Regions from separate parts of the Sus scrofa genome. Here region 1 is linked to region 2. Evidence: chromatin contacts called from public Hi-C data. All regions are on one chromosome and are shown on one strand. Each heading gives the region's core, a stretch centred on a gene start, on an enhancer-like site or on the middle of the called end of the contact. The rest is flanking DNA. Distances are from core to core; before and after follow the strand shown. Region 1 overlaps ROBO2 (roundabout homolog 2). Region 2 overlaps ROBO2 (roundabout homolog 2).

The links. A called contact is a pair of places that touch in the nucleus more often than the background predicts.
Region 1: a contact with region 2 is called in a Hi-C map of liver, with 2.1 times the contacts expected there. The contact joins two enhancer-like sites. A contact is called at or near these places in 1 of 5 promoter capture datasets (liver) and 1 of 47 Hi-C or Micro-C datasets (liver).

The regions. Positions count from the first base shown.
Region 1 is chr13:178,303,109-178,305,808 of Sscrofa11.1, reverse strand. The region is part of intron 2 of ROBO2 (roundabout homolog 2); the gene reads left to right. Among named protein-coding and RNA genes, the nearest start is that of ROBO2, 740 kb to the left of the region's middle. Within about 2 kb of position 1,323, at least 2 of the 83 cell types and tissues checked have an H3K27ac peak or open chromatin away from gene starts, as enhancers often do. A contact at or near this core is called in liver, where this site is marked.
Region 2 is chr13:178,033,678-178,036,571 of Sscrofa11.1, reverse strand. All of the region lies in intron 2 of ROBO2 (roundabout homolog 2), which reads left to right. Among named protein-coding and RNA genes, the nearest start is that of ROBO2, 1.0 Mb to the left of the region's middle. Within about 2 kb of position 1,416, at least 3 of the 83 cell types and tissues checked have an H3K27ac peak or open chromatin away from gene starts, as enhancers often do. A contact at or near this core is called in liver, where this site is marked.

The sequences.
Region 1 (2,700 bases), core at 74-2,573, 270 kb before region 2:
TCCAGGAATAGCCTTGACTAACTGAACATATTCCATTATACTACTTTCCAAAAATAAATAAAATAAAAAATCTTTCCTTAACGCTGTGCCCTCACACTGACAAGACTGATGGCATCAATTTAAAAAGTTTATTTTGTCCTTTTAAAATTCTGTCACTTTTAATCAGTGTCACACACATTTATCTTTCTTTACTCTTTGCCATGTTCTCAGGTAAAGGAAATTACTTGTATGCGTATTTACTTTAAACACCACTTGATTAAAAGAGAATTAAAAACCTCAGGCCAAATTTTGTTGTAGTGTTTTAAATAAATTTTAACATTTGCACTACAAATGCAGACTCCCCTCCCACACATAGAAGGGAAAAAAAGTCCCCATACTCCCAGAAGGAAAAGTCTCCACATAGGACATTTTTCCAATAAAATTTGTATAAAACAATCAAAAGAGTTAATTGGTAAAACCATAACTAATTCTTGAAATCATAGACCACCCAGCCACGAAACTATTCAAGGCTTTTTGGTTTTACCAGAATTTTAGCTTAATGAGTAACAAAAAGTATCTGTGACAAAGGAAGACATGTCCCAAAGAGGTTCTGAAGTACAGTGGGTACACAAGAAAAGGGAAATTCTAGGATATAGCCTGTCCTTTAATTTTGATATTGTTTCAAATTATCATTAAGTTCAAAATTTAAAGTACAGATATTTTTGGTAAAGCACAAAAGTTTAGAATTCTTGAAAAATTTCTCTGATAAAATAGGAGAAACAGTCAAAGGTTTGCAAAGAACAAAGCATGGTAGTGAATCATTTCAAATTTTTCAAAAGTGCAGCCACATCATTGACTTCTAATGACTTATTTTCCTCTTTTGTACATTTATCTGATGGACTTTATCTTTTCCCCTGTTCTTTAAAATCTTTTTAAAATTAATGTATCGGATCCATTTGGCAACAAATTTGGATAAATAAAACTAGTCCATTTTTATTAACAATTAGTTTATCTTAAAAAAATAGAAGGTTCGTATTAAGTTTGGACTTGTACCTGGAACCTGAATATTCCTTTTAGAATAAATCCTCGGACAAAGTAAATAAATTCTTGTAAATTAACAATAAATCATGGAGAAAGTATTACTTTATTTAAATGGCTTAGATACAATTTGTAACCTAACATTTATCATTCCTGGTTTGCAAGTTTTAACAGGGAATACCCATCTTTTTTTTTTTTTTTTTTTTTGTGGGCTTGCTTAACTTTGGACACAAGGTAGACAAATGGCCTTGAAAGAGTAAGCAAAAGGTTAATAAAAAACTAGAGCTACAATGAATCTTTTCCCCTCCTCCCCAGAAAAAGTCTGGGTTTTCCTTATCTCTAAAGCATGTGATAGTGATCAAGTTTGGGGGAAAACAACCATCCCTTTGATCTTCAGTTAAGTGAGAAGATATAGTCGTATCCTATTTAAAGAAATCAAAGGTTTCCTATTAGTTTTCTGGTTGAATCTGTCAGCTTAGAGGGAAAAGGGAATTAACAAAACAGTTAAGTGCTTACAGTGACTTTAAAGCCCACACACTTATCCAGTAAAATAACTTTGTATTGTGGGCTTTAGAAAGCCCGAGGTTTGGTGTGTTAGTCTTAAAATTTCTAGTCTATTCTATCCATAAAGAAAAGTAAGCTTGCTTACCAAATAAACATTATCAGATAATATTTTACTTAAAATCAATCTTTGAAAAAGTAAAAATACAACTGTGTCTAAGGTTCCCAATATTGCTGGTCCTAATAGATTTTGCTCTGAGACTCTCACATAAGCCATGTATCCTCTTGTGCAAAAAAGCAAATCTAGTAACAATTTCTTATATTTTCTTTCTTTCTTTTTTTTTTTTGTAAGGGCCACGCCTGCAGTATATGGAGGTTCCCAGGCTGGGCTGAATCAGAGCTGTAGCCACTGGCCTACACCACAGCCACAGCAATACCAGATCCAAGCCTCATCTGCAACCACATCTCACAGCAACACCAAATCCTTAACCCATTGAGTGAGGCCAGGGATGGAACCTGCATCATCCCTCATGGATACTAGTCGATTCATTTCTGCTGAGCCACGATAGTAACTCCATTTTCGAGGGCTTCATAAATTCTATAAAATATACGAGCAAACTTGCAAAACACTATTTATTCTAGAGATCATATTGGTATGTACATACGAATTGTTTAAAAATGAGAGGAATTCCCATATCAAAAATTATTTTACAAAAAGCTACAGCTTTGTCATACCAACAAGGTATTTTCAAAAATCAGATAAACTCACCCAAATGATTGTCTAGCAGAACAGTAAAACTAATGAGTAAATGAAAATGTATAACCTGAAGCAGTAAATTTTCCATTTCTTTAGACTCAACTTTGTGTTTTCATCTAAGTGGCCCTAAGAATCCACAGTTAACATAACAGTCCTTTTCCCAAAGTCTACATTGCATAGGTTAGTCTAAAAGCATTCTAACTATTCAGATTAATCTGAAAAACTTTTAAAAGATTTGTTTCTATTTTAATTTCCAGCTCTTTGTAGATATAACCAAAGAGTAAATGAAATATAAGAGGTACGTATAACTTATAATTACTCATAAATTTTAGATGAATATTATACTTCTTAAAAGATAAATATTTTTGAGAAGACAATATAAAATGTGATTACACAAAGATAGAAATACAAAATAATAGCAGTAG
Region 2 (2,894 bases), core at 167-2,666:
TATTCCAAAATCTTTTTATCTAAATATACTACATTTGTAAAAGATTCAACTGCCTAACATCTATAAAAACTGAACATACATACCCAGGATTACTATCACTTTGGGCACAGTTGAATTAACATCATTTAGATTTTATATGTGAGGATGATGCATTAAAATGTGAAGGGTAAACACATATATTTGGCAGAAATAAACATCTCCATTTCCCTATTAAAAATGAGAAAATCAGAGTTCCCATTGCGGCTCAGCAGGTTACGAATTCAACAATTCAACTAGTATCCGTGAGGATGTGGGTTCGATCCCTGGCCTCACTCTGTGGCTTAAAGATCCATGTTGCCATGAGCTGTGGTGTAGTTCTCAGACGGGGCTCAGGTCCTGTGTTGCTGTGGCTGTGGCCTAGGGACGGAGGCTACAGCTCTGATTCGACCCCTAGCCTGGGAACCTCCATATATGCTGCAGGTGTGGCCCTAAAAAGCAAAAAGAAAAAAACTTATCAACTGGTTTCAACTCAACAAATGGTTAAGCACTAGACACTCAGCAATAAAGGGAAGCAATGTGGCAGAGATGACCAGCGTCTAACCTGACAATTCAATCACACAACTGATTAAGCAGTCTGAATAATATACTTGTTGAACTTTTTTTGATCATACCTAAATGCAAGCCCTAACAGTTTCACTGTTGAGCATCTGATACTTAATTTTGCCAAATAATCTTACTAGGGACTATACTTCTATTCTTTCCATCTTTTGCTCAAGAGCCCCCACAGGAATCATGACTAATATTAACAAATGCTTTAAAGGAAATTTGTTGGAGGAACTTTCTTACCCAATGAGCTATAAAACAAAGACCTGATAAGTTTCCGGAGTCTCTACAGAAATCTCACTTGCTTGGTTGGGCCGTATTCCTACTAAGTCTTTTCATTCAAAAAAGATCTTTACCTGGATTGATTTCCTTTGTGGAAATTGGTTGTTGGAAAAAAATGTATTTTTTAAAGATCTTCTCAATAACCTGCAGAGTACTCTGGTTTGCTAGTCGTTGCTGGTTTCTAACTTTTTTTGAATATATAGAAAAATGTTAATTATATTTTATTATTAATAAGGAGCATGGTGGAAGCTCTTTGTACACATTCACAGACATATGTGTATATATGCATATGTAAGTGATGTTTTCTTGCATTAATGATGACTAACAGCAAAAGAAATACATCAACTGCTAAGGAAATTCTTTTTTTTTTTTTTTGCTTTTTCTTATCCTTAAAGTTTTACTAAGAGCTATTTAATTGTTTATTATAGAAACTGTGTTTGTATTTCACAAGTTACAGAACAAATGTTCAACTAACAAAACCTTGGCCTGTGGACCTGAGAGGCCTCTGTAAAGAGAGTTTATTTGTCTCAGGATAAGCCGAGACCCAAGTTCAGCTGTGTTGACACATTAGTTTGTATCTCTCAAGCTTGGGCTTTCTTTACTCTTTTATTTTTGCAGTTATAACTAACCTCTAGTTTAGGACTGGTGGCCAGGGGATTGATCACTTTCTCAAGGGCCTAACTCTAGGCCAAGTCCTAACAAGTTCAATGGGCAACATGTGTCAGACCTCCACTGAAAATTAATTACTCCACTTAATCTATTATCTACTTCAGCTGGTTGTAAAATTTTTGCCTAGTAGCTCAGCTTGAGAGAAGAAAACCACTAAAAATGCTTTGAAAAAGAAGTCATTAGGAATTCCCTGGTGAAGGATTTGGTGTTGTCATTGCTATGGCTCAGATCACTGCTGTGGCGTAGGTTGGCTCCCTGGCCTGGAAGGGCCCACATGCCTGTTGAGGGCCCGGCCAAAAAAAAAAAAAAAAAAATACAGTCATTAGAATTCAATTCAGTGTCTATAACATTATATTTATAAGGATACCACAGAAGTAATAATTATAATAGTCACATGATTATTCAGTGTAATGATTAATGTACAGACCAAAGCCACAACCACCACCACTGTAAAGGCAAAAAAAAGTTACCATATCTCATACATTATCAATAATATTGTCTTCATGTATGATAGATACCATATTTCAACATGCACACACACAAATAATCAACACATTATCTATTAACTACAGACACAACTATAGGCATGGCATGACTTTTTCTAAATTTTAGATTTCAAGTTTCAAGGTAATAATAAACACTAAGGTTTAACTGTGTAGGAGATCTTATGTAAATATAAAAAGGGTAAGATAATAAAAGATGAATTAGATATGGTCCCCACCTCACCCCCATTCCAAAGGGCTCCCATTCTAGCTCAAACTGCAATAGATAATATCATCCTGTAAAAGAGCTTTCATTGCATTTGATGGGCTGCAGTTCTGAGTAGGTTGGGGGAGGAGAGTATAATAAACTCAAGGAGAAAGTACATGCCGAAATTACCCTATGAATTTAGGATGAGTTGTGTTAATACAAGAAATTGTGAGGCTTTCTTGATCAGATAGCAGACAAATACCATTCCATTACACTTTTCTTTTTTTTAATTTTGATGATTCTGTTTTTAAAAATTGCACAGTTTTCATCTCTAGAGGAATCTTCCTTGCATAAAGTAGCCTTTCAACATTCATATACAAAAGAAGAATTTTATCTAACTGTAATTATTTGAAAGACAACAAATCACAGCAATATTGAAAAGAAAAGCTGTAATAAACTATCTTTTAACTTACATTAAAACTGGAGGCAGGAGTTCCCGTCGTGGCGCAGTGGTTAACGAATCTGACTAGGAACCATGAGGTTGCGTGTTCGGTCCCCTGCCCTTGCTCAGTGGGTTAACGATTCGGCGTTGCTGTGAGCTGTGGTGTAGGTTGCAGATGCAGCTCGGATCCAGCATTGCTGTGGCTCTGGCGTAGGCCAGTGGCTGCAGC